2 separate regions of the Bombyx mori genome follow, and region 2 is linked to region 1. A link is a contact called in public Hi-C data. All regions are on one chromosome and are shown on one strand. The core of a region is the stretch at or near the end of the contact, and the rest is flanking DNA. Distances in the headings are between cores, read along the strand shown. Region 1 overlaps LOC101745976 (trithorax group protein osa). Region 2 overlaps LOC101745976 (trithorax group protein osa).

Region 1 (6,074 bases), core at 266-2,765:
GAGCCCTGTGGGGTGGTGGGGTGCGAGTACGTCATCACCTGAGGTGCGCCCTTGAAATCGTAGTAGCATTCATTGCACCCGCGTCGTATCTCAGAGCAACACTGCACGTATCTTTAACGACTCACGATGTTTTACTTCCAAAACATTAGATACTCTTCAAACGTTGATGCGTACTGTTGAATCCTTTCAGAATAATTATTACATACATATTTTTTACTCCGGGGTCAAATATCGATTTATGTCCACCGGTATAGCTTAACATCCGGCGGGCCGTGAGACAGTTTACTCGTTTACATTTTCAACAACATCTAAGTTATTGCTTAAACACATGTTACCGAATGACTACGCAGCACACAGGATTATCTTCCAAACATTGACGAACGAAAAGCATCCTAATATTGTTATGTATAATATTATTTACTATTAAAATCTCGGTCATTTTTAACTTTGACAAGATTAACGTGAACCGATGCTTTGTGTATATCATCGATACCAATCAAAGAGCAATGAGTTGAAGGCGATATGTCAATTTTTTCAATATTATTTATTATTAAAATTAAATATCGTTAGGTTATTTGTTTTCCTGTCATTTTAATTTATAAGACTATGCGTAATTATAGCTGACAAAGAGATAAAAAAATCAAGATCTAGCGCATTACGGTACAACATGCCTTTTGTGCGTTACGCATTATCTGTTCAAAACAAATTATTTTATTACTTATCTGCTATATATTATCTTCCGTCGAGAGTAAATGATTTCTAGTTAATTAGTTGTTTGTGCGCTTAAAATAAAAATAAAAGTACACTATCGTAATATAATTGTACACTATGCTGGTACAAACAAATCTAGAATAATAATTGCTATAGAAATATCCCGAGCACATACACCAGTTACTTCATTACGAGAAAAAAGTCCATGGTTGTTTAATTTTTCGTGAACATTGCAATGAGCAAAATTTATCACAGGTTTTTTTTTTTCTAAGCGTTATATTTCAAGAAAACTTTTATTATCTTACTGAATATATTTAATGAACGGTGATGATGAATTTTGATGAATAATTATCAGAGATAGGAATACTATGTGGCTGGGATATTGTTGAATGTGACTTCCAAAATTGAATGTACCGTATTATAAGAGAGAAAAGTCACTATTGCGGGAGAAAAGGTTATATTAAATTATATGTGAAAAGTAAAGCTAGCATCACACGAACAAAAAAAAATCTGTGAATACTTATTTAGTAGGCATATTGCTAATTTATAAAAAGGCAGCAAAATTATTGTCATTTTCTAATGCATTAAAGCATAAATCAACGCAATTATATCGCGCGGCCACGGCATGGACAAACTGGCCGTGGTTTGTTTCACAATGACCTTGTTCTTCTACGAATCATTTCTTAATAACGATTTCTACACGAGCTCACACCAAGAGCCCTGCCTGCCTGCTTAAAGCGTACCTCGGTCTTCGTTGCACAACGACTGGCTTACGTCAGCGGGCGCGCACAGCGGCTTACGTCATTCGAGCGTATCTCGAACCTTCTAAGCTAAGTTAGAACGTGCGTCTATTGCTTTTAGAGCGGTGTTCCCTTGAGGAGGGCTTAAGTATGACAGAACGTTTATGTTCACGTGAGTAGACGAGGCTCCAGCGCGACGCCGCCGGCTCAACGATTCTAAGAAACATTCTAGGCGAGAAGTTCTAGTTTCGGACTTAAATTTAAATCGTATCATGTAACATTTTCTTTGTCATCGTTCAAACGTTTACATTTTACAAAGTTTTATAATAGGTAAAACGACTGTATTTATATTATTACCTTTAATCGTGACCTTTTATTCAAATAACTTTGTAAGGAACTTGTACGCTATACGAAAATTAAGTCATAATAATTTAGGGGGTTTTTTAAATAAAAATTTCACTCTTTGTACAGACTGTATAAAGAAAACAACGATGATGTACGATGTAACATAATAATATTAAACAGTGTCAATCGCTCGGATCGAAATACCAACACTCAAAGAACTAAAATAAAAATAATCCGTATTGTTAACTTATAGAAGCAAAACAAATATCTTTTTGTTTCGACATAAAGCCAATAGAATTTCGTGTTCGGAGTCAATGAAAATGTTACAGAAGGCTTACAGTGAACCGCCTTTATCAAAAACACCTGCTGATGATTGGACAAAGCGTTCAAAAGCGGTCGAAATGTGAAGGAAGATTTACCTTGCTCTGTTAGGCCATCAACGTCTGCAACTGAAGTTTACATAACAAGAGGAAATAATTATTACTATAAATCCTCATTCATGTTCATGAGAGATAAGCGTCGAAGTTATGTGTCTCACGAGTCGATCCGTACAATTTTAAATACACGCTTAAGGATGAAACATGATGCCGTTCTCCCGATCCTGCGGAAAGAATGGAAAGCAGTCGACGTCGCCCAAAACACGTCATCTCGGATCCTCCCGATCCACTTAACGGTGCTTTTAGGTACTTCAAGCCTCAGTCACCGTTCTCGTCGAACCCGTCGCCTGCGACGAAGGGCTCGACGAGTAAATTAACCCTCAGACACAGCCCACTGAGTTTCTCGCCGGATCTTCTCAGATGTCGCGTTTCCGATCCGGTGGTAGATTCTGCGAAGCACAGCTCTTGCTAGGGTTCGTGTTAGCAACTTTGTCAGGTTTGAGCCCCGTGAGCTCATCTACTAGTTAAGGTTACGCTGGAATAGCCTCTCAAGGCTACCAGCTTAGGTAGGAAAAAAAAAAGTTGCCGTTCTGTTAGTCCCAAGGACCTGAATTTCAAAACTTAATCGAAAACATACTAAAACGAGTCAATTCTGACCCAACATTCATGAAATGCATTGTAACTGGTAGCGAGACGTGGGTTTACGAGTTTGACATGCAAACTAGTCAACAAGCTTTGGATTGGCGGTTTCCAATTGAAATGGAACCGAAAAAACAAAGTCGGTCAAAAGTCAAAGTCATGTTGACTGTTTTCTATGAATATCGCGGTGTTGTGCACTCGGAATTCTTGCCGGAAGGTCAAAAGGGAGCTAAATAATATTACTAGAGTGTTTTGCGGCATTTAAAAGTGCAAATTCGACGAAAATTTCCAGATTTGAGTTGAAAGAAAATCCATCGATTTTGCACCACGATAATTAATACGCTTTAACGCAAGGCCATAATTGAGGCCGTCAGCACAAAACTGCCCTAACCAACAATTTTTCATACTTGTGCTTATAAATTACAATTTATTTATAAAATAATAAATCTTGATGGAAAACCGGCTTATCCCTAGTTTCACGCATAGATAACAGATAGATGGCTTTGTAAACACTATTTATGCGAGTATTGTTTTTGCTTACGAAGCGGTGTTCAGTAAATTCAAACCTCAAATCTCCATACTAATTATGATAAGCTTAGGCCACTTTTGCGCTGACGGCCTCAATTGAGTGTACGAATTTTTGATCAAAATCTCAACAAGTACCATCGAGCAACTAACTTCCTTATTCACCAGATATGACAACTCCAGCCGACTTTTTTCTTTTTCCGAAACTCAAATTACCGCTTCATGGGATCCATTAGAAGACATAAAGGAAAATTCGCGGCAAGAATTAAACTCAATTCCGGAAAAAACGATTAAAATGTTTTGTGATAAAATACATTTAGATGAATACCTAACATTTTGTGTATATTTGATTTTTTTCCAGTAATTTCTTCGCACAGAATAGGTAAGTATTACCTATTATGGCCATAAAGTCAAAAGACTTAATATTTCTGTATAATATTCAAGTAATCGTGGGGTAAAATGATAAGACGTCTGGTGCATTTGTATCGAGAGATGCTACTATGCCGGTGTGTGTTGAAATCCCGCAGTCGCGTGTACCTATTTTTTTTTAAATTTTTCAGTATGTTAAAAATTTGAATTGGCGCGTAACCGCAACGATGCAACGCAATAACTGCAACACGGTCTTCTTTAAGCGTCCACTCCATATTTAAAAAATGAGTAAATTTCTAAAAGTATACATTTTTATTTTCATGAACAATTCGAAATTCGAATTCAATAAACTTTTTTGTGGCCAGCATTCTAAAAGAAAAGTTTTTACTGTGTGACAATACTTATGACCTGACTAGTTATATCCTGTGATCATTTCTACACACAGACTACAGACAGACGGTTCAAGAACATAGATTAAAATACATCTAAATTAAAACATATAAATATTGTTTATTTGAACAAAATACTATGAGCTACGTATTTGCCTACAATCATTGTTTAATTTATTGTAACACATAAATTTATCCGCCTTATCTCAGTATCATCGGTTCCGATGTTCGTAGTCATCTATACAATACGTATAATATCTGGCATTGTAAACAGAGGGCATTGAACTCGGTTTGCATATCTCAGTATCTTGGTCATCAATCAGAATTAATCCGTATGTATAGTAACCATACAAACGTATAGACGATCACGTTGCAATTAATGTGTATGTATAATGTGTTTATGTGTTGTTTACACATATTATCTACGACATACTAATGCAGTAACGTAATGAGAATTGTGATATGCTGATCGTATATCTATCTAGTACTATGAGAAGCTTACTACTTAATAAATTTTATATAGTGGACTAAATCAAGTATTAGATAAAACTATTTAGGTTGATATAATTGTATGTTAACTCTTTATTACTTAACAATGGCTTTGTTGTGAGGTAATTTCTTTATTATCAACATTTGGTTGTTATTTTCTTCTGTTTTCGCGAGTTTTAGACATAATTAAAAATATTTCTCGTTAACATTATGATATTGTGCTAATTAGCGTCTATTTTTAGGTGAATAACACTTCAATCGTCTCCGACTACGAAAACTGTAAAAAAACGCGAGTTTAAACCGCAACCGCAGTTTTAATTATGTCAACATTTTCATTTATTTATTTCTTACGATTTTCAAAAGTACCGTTTGATTGAGAATATCTTTTATGGGTAAAAATGACATAAAAAAAAGAGAATTTAACTTACTTGATGTGACGAGAAGGGCGGTCGTGAATTCGGCGCTCCGGGCGGGCCAGGCGGCGGCGGATACCTTTGAGGGTAAGCACCTGGAGGGCCATAAGCTCCCGGGGGTTGTTGGGGTCCTCCTGGCGCTCCAGCGCCGTAAGGAGGTGCTACGTATCCCCGAGGTGGCTGTTAAAGAATAACAAAATTATTTCTAAGTTTTAACGGAGACAAAGAGATAAATCTATTATTTAGAATACCATAAAATTCTTTGACCCCTACCCTAAAAGTATCGAGACTAAAGGTATCTTATTGAATAGTGTCATTTGTATGAAGTTTTCTTTTTAAATAAATCGTTCGTAGTGGGTGTCACAGAGCAAATCCATCTTGTTTGAAGCGCAAAAAACAAATTTAGAATAAATATTGACCAACGCAAGACGTAATTAAATATGCTTTGTATAAACTTCACAAAAAGTATTTAATATTAAAAAGTGATTACGACATATAAAGAAAATTTCTGTGAGATCCAGCAGTTAAATAAAAAACCGATTTGAAACTATCTGAATACTAATTGTCTAATCATCTAGTGAATTCTAGTGGATGGGCGCATTGTAAACCTGCAACGGTAAGGTGCCTCTTGACTACTGACTCTAATATTTCGCCGATCGATATGAAAATGTATTAATCTATAAAGAACCAATAAGATTAGGCACTATCACTAGGTCTTTAGTAATTTCATAGACGGGACATTGACTTAACCTATCTAGTTAAAAAGAAAAACAATGTAATGTTTGCGTTTGTATACGTTAATAACTGAAATCTGAGTAGGTATTGGAGTAACATTCAGTACTTCATTCATTGAGTGTTCGAATCGAGTTCTTACATTCAAAGTTATATAAGATTGTTTAGTACCATATCATTTTTATTTTATTGTATTTGTGTTTAGTTAATTCATTCTTTAAGTAAACTCCATAACTAGAATCATTAAGCGTCCATGTGGCTATTTACTGAGCAAATCACTATACTTTATTAAGATAAATTTGATAAAACTTTAATTAAGCAAATAAACCAGCTCGGTCTACATAA
Region 2 (5,522 bases), core at 2,306-4,805, 38 kb before region 1:
AAAAAGTTCAAAATATAAAAGCTATCTGAACCAACAGAATGAAGAATTCAATGTCTGAAAAAAAGTAAACAAATCAGTTTCGGTAAAAATTCAAAGAGCGTACAACGAAAACCAGGATTTCTAACCGAGTATGTTTATGTGTGTGTATGTGTGTGTTAGTATTTGTGTAAAATAGACGGTTCCGCAACGAAGGCAAGTGGTACATACAACACACTTTATTGAATGTCTTTATAGGCCACCTGTTACTCGGGTCTGTGTCGACGAACCAGCTGATAGGGCCAGATCAAATTATTATTATTATTGTTGTTCTTGTTCTCGCATGCCGACTCTGCCTTATTTATTTGTGACGAGAAGGGTGGGGGAGGTTCCCTTTTCAACTTCAAAGTCAAGTCTCCCTAATAACTTTCGACTGTCGTTCTACTGTCACTTGACGAGTTAATCACGTGGTACTTTGAACCCGTCCAGACATGAAAAGTCGTGGAGCACTCATAAGGACTGAACAACATGTTACACAAAAAAATCTGGTAATTCTTACACTGGGCTGAATTAGTATTGTTCTGCAGAATTAGTGTACTATTTAGACGCCTCAACTTTTACATTGGGATACAAATCATAACTGTGGTCAAAACAATATATGAAGGTATGTAATAGCAAATGTATTACAACTATGATATCAACGACAACCGAATTCATAAATCAACCAATTCAGACAATAAAACCAACTAAGTATCTACACCAAAGGTTACTACTACTTACTATCTGCAGAACAACAACATTCAAAATAATCCAAAAACGATAAATTCACAAAAACCGAAAAATGATCAAAATGATCGTTTGACAATAAGACTAATCAATGCTGTTTGTCATAAACAATAGCTGAAAATAAATAACGATCACATAAGAATTTTATTGTATATCTCCAATTGAAGAAATCAGTTATGACAATTTCAAAACAATGTGATGAATGCACATATCTTAAATTTGTAAAGTAGCGTGGATTGAGTAACGAAACAACATCTTTGAAAAACAAAACGCGATCCATATTCAGCGACTACACACCAAAAAAAAAAATCGGGGAACAATGTGAATGTCCAATTAAACGGATCTCGCATACGTCATCGAAAGGTGTTTCCCGAAGAACGCACGCACACATTGACGATCAGCTGACTGCTCCGATTTTAACCCACACCACCGAACAGACTGTTAGAGAACATAAATAATGACGGCCCACCTACCTAGCTATACGTAATACACATCGTATAATTTGTATGAGCCACCGACGAAAGAGAAACGCGTGATACGCCGCTCTTCCCGCGAGCATTTTAGTTTTTACAGCCCCAAGCAATAAAATCGACGATTGATTTGTTAATGTCGGTCGTTTACGACGTTCTTCCACGGCTACCGCAAAGCGTGAGATCGTGTTTAATAATCAGTAACGCATACGAATATAACAAACACATGCGTCCCTGATAACAATGCTACTTTAGTAGTCAATACACACTGAAACACAATTGTTAACGATCAAATGAAAGAAATATCTGCATTCTTTGTAAACAAACAAATAGTATCAATGATTTATGTACTCAATTAATAGCGTCTCAAAACCACAAATGTTATTATTAACTTTTAAGAAAAAATATAAACAAACAAAATATTCCTTGAATACACAACAAACTAAATGCGGTTGTTCAGCAATTCCGTTATTTCAGCAGTTTAGTTATTTTCCTATGGAACTTACGAATACCGGTGACCTGTAATCCTTGAAATTCTCATAAAAATAGCCTGAATTTATCTGATAAAAACAATTAAAGGCCGAGACATGAAACGAAAAATAAAATACAAACTGGAAATAGACGCATAGATGCCGGTAAAACAGAACCAATTACAATTAGAAATGTTGAAATTATGGATTTCCGGGCGCATGGCTCTGATGTTTAGAATAATTAAAGTTAGAGGTATAATTAAACGATAGCAATAACTAAGGCTCACTTACATGTATATTGTAGCCTTACACAGGAACATTACAATCAGCAAAAGGCTTCGATTTCATTGTATACAAATTTAACTACCTTTTTTTATCTATATATTCCTAAGGAACGATATCAAATGAAGTAATAGGTGGATCAAAAGTCAATCCTTATAATATGTCAAACAAGTGTTCTTTTTAGCCATCGAATGCATGTTCGATTTTAATGTACCAAGCTAAAAAAGTATAAAAATGAAAACCTATCAAAAATGTTGTTTGCTGTTTTGTAGAATTCCTATGGGATACGCCAATTTGTGATAGATTTGACATCGTCTAGCCAGAAAAAGATTAATTGCTACTAATGTCAGTAGAGAATTACATTTAATAAGACGGACTTTCGAACTTTATGTTCAATAACAATTACGTACAAATAAATAAAATAAATGTTAAATGAATAATAATTGCCAGTGTGTTTGTGAAGTGCGTTAACTTTTAAATTCAGTATTTTGAAACAGCAAAACATAGAGGTGTTAATGTGTAATTTACAAGTTATAAAGTTCTATCAAGAAAGAACACTAAAGGAAAATCCTTTGCGGAACCCGTTTTTGTCCCTTCTCTGTTAATAAACTAGCTAAATCTGGTTTTAAAAAATTTCATAAATTAGTCTACATTTTGTTGGACTAGGTCGTGACCTGAACTTTATAACGTGTAATGAGTAAATTGAGTCTTGTATGAGACTCAGAAAATGTACGGCTACCAATGGTTATTGCCGCCGGGTACCGACGGAAAACGCAAATCGTGCAATTTTTTTTTTCCATTCCTTACCAATAATGTTACAGTCTTTTAGCTAATTTTCCATAATTCCGACTTTTTAGATGTATATTATTTGAAATGAAAAATTTATCTAAATTCTTAAGGTAAATTAATTAATTGATGAATTCAATGTTGCAGTTTTAAGACCCGTAAAATAATAAACGCATGTGAATGAATTAAAATCTAGTTGCAGTAAAAGCAGCCGCTCGTCATATTATGATAATAAAAACAAACATAGCTGCTCTGTCACAAAATAGAACTGAATATTGAGCCAAGGCACGGCACACACACACACACAACAGCGGTCGAGGCGATCGGATGTCACGCACACAACCCCGACCCCGCGTCGTTTCGCCCACGCACACATCTGCAATAGATAAGAATCGTCCTATTTTACAACGAGAGTCATGCAGTCCGATGTTACTTACTGATGTCGCGGGCCGCCTTATGATGACAGCCGTTTTGAATACTTTTAGTGACGACTGTTAAACACAAATTGGGTCGAGATGCAGGCATGCACCTCTCTCTCACATACACACACACACCGACACTCGAACGCGTTTAGACGAGGACAAAACAAAGCTCAACCGCTTTTAGTGAACTTGATAAATTACAAATCAACGCAATAGATACGGATCTAAACTGAAGGCAAAAGCGGGAGCTGCAAGCTAAGACTTGTGTATGAAATATCGTGAGTTCGATTGCGTTAGCAGTGCGCGCGTTTCAGTTGGCGCACGGTGACTGGCGCAGGCGAGGCGTGAGGAGAGACGAAGCGGGCGGGCGAGCGATTTCACCGGGCCGATATTGCGGCGACGGCACGCCGAGCTCGCTCCGTCCCATATGTATAGCTACTGACGCCCGAGGGCACGAAGCGAGCCTAGTGCGGGGACTCGTTCAACACCGGTGTGCTTAGTGCGAGTTTCTTAACGTTCTCGATAGCGTAAAAGTTCAGCCAATTTTGAATGCAATTGAATATATGCAATTTCGAAAAGGGCGCATGTCGCATATTTTGTCAAATACGTTTTTTCATATACATGTAGTTTTGAGGCTTACCTACACCCATTTTATAATAATTCCAGTAATTTTCAATTGCTAATTCACACTAAAATATAACTCAAAAGTTTACATTTTAACACACCGCTTTAGAAAATAATCAGTTTTTTTTTCATTTCCTGAACATTTTACTACATTTTCAGAGATGTGCCCTTTTCGAAATTGCATATTCAATTGGAACAGCGCCCCTAGCGGCAAACGTACGCAAACGATCCCAATTCCATACAAATATGAGCTAACTTTTACGCTATCGAGAACGTTAAAAAACTCGCACTAAGCACACAGAAAACGTTCGTCGTTCGTTCCTTGAAGTACCTACAAAATCTATTCGAAGGAAATACCTACAACCTAATAATTGAATGGAAAAATACCTGTCGAAAATCATCGTGGTTAAAAGGGTGATTACAGTGAGTTGTTATGAATAAAACCGGTTGCGTGGTTGAAAACTATCACGGTTGAAAGTCAATGTATTTATAAATACATTATTCTAAAGGGCCGTTAAGCGAAAACAGAGCATCTCAAAATATAATGAATATTTTGTTTAATACAATTTTTTACGTATATAAAAGTTATTTTTCGACTTATGTGCAGGTATCTGCATTAGATTTATTTTGATCCTGCTATATAACACGTATCAGTTTTCCACACTTTAACGGACCTTTAAATTTTCATCGATATAATGCCCGCGGTGTCCGTATGAAATATTGTGATGTACAGAAAGACGAGCGCAACAAAAAATAGTATTTTTTTTCATTTTAAACTCATAAAATATGATAATTGAATTTGGAAATGATAAATCCAATTATATTATATAATTTATTTTTAACAAACGTAAATAGAAGACCGAACTGTCTTGGTATTAAGTGGTTACTGGAGCCCATAGACATCTACAACGTAAATGCCGCCAACCACCTTGAGATTTGAGTTCTAAGGTCTCAGTATAGTTACAACGGCTGCCCCACCCTTCAAACCGAAACGCATTACTGCTTCACGGCAGAAAAAGGCAGGGTGGTGGTACCTACCCGTGTGGACTCACAAGAGGTCCTACCACCAGTAAAAACAATGCGGGCTCACAACACATCCTTATCATTAACGAATGAAAAGAAAATGAAAAAAATATTCAAAGTAAAAATATTAAACATACTAAAACAAGAGTTCAATGACATTAATCATAATTAATCAAATGAATCACGTTTTCATTCAATACCTCTACAAATACAAATACATAACTCTTTATGCAAATAAGTTATTGAAAAACTTCGTGCAAATTTGTTAAATTATCAATTTATAATATTGACAGAATACGTTATGATATGAACGACAAAAACAAAAGAGCCGATATGTAATATAACGAAAAGTTGCTACAGACACAAAAATAAAATTATTTAATACAGTCAGACTCAAGCCGACTTAACCTAATAGGTGTATGGCTCTAATAAATAATAAAAAAAAAAAATACAGTCAGCAACAACAGTGTTAATACAAATTGTGCAACTTCACTGGGTACATAAATATGTTATGCATATTATATCGCATTAGCGCGAATTTACACGGAGATGGCCTATTGGGAAAGGCGGGTCAACACGCATATTATACTATTCTGTACTAGAATACAACTGATACCGATATTAGATACTGACCGTTGCATTAAGCCGGACAATCAATTAGAATTCCGAACGTTCTAATAAGT

Evidence for each region. A called contact is a pair of places that touch in the nucleus more often than the background predicts.
Region 2: a contact with region 1 is called in a Hi-C map of middle silk gland, with 1.8 times the contacts expected there. The contact joins two enhancer-like sites. A contact is called at or near these places in 4 of 7 Hi-C or Micro-C datasets (middle silk gland, midgut and whole pupa).

Annotation. Positions count from the first base shown.
Region 1 is chr7:9,195,397-9,201,470 of ASM3026992v2, reverse strand. It overlaps LOC101745976 (trithorax group protein osa), which reads right to left. Exons shown (of 20, transcript XM_038011947.2): 2 at 5,013-5,177. Among protein-coding and RNA genes, the nearest start is that of LOC101745976, 26 kb to the right of the region's middle. Within about 2 kb of position 1,515, at least 8 of the 8 cell types and tissues checked have open chromatin away from gene starts, as enhancers often do.
Region 2 is chr7:9,235,669-9,241,190 of ASM3026992v2, reverse strand. All of the region lies in intron 4 of LOC101745976 (trithorax group protein osa), which reads right to left. Among protein-coding and RNA genes, the nearest start is that of LOC101737552, 43 kb to the left of the region's middle. Within about 2 kb of position 3,555, at least 8 of the 8 cell types and tissues checked have open chromatin away from gene starts, as enhancers often do.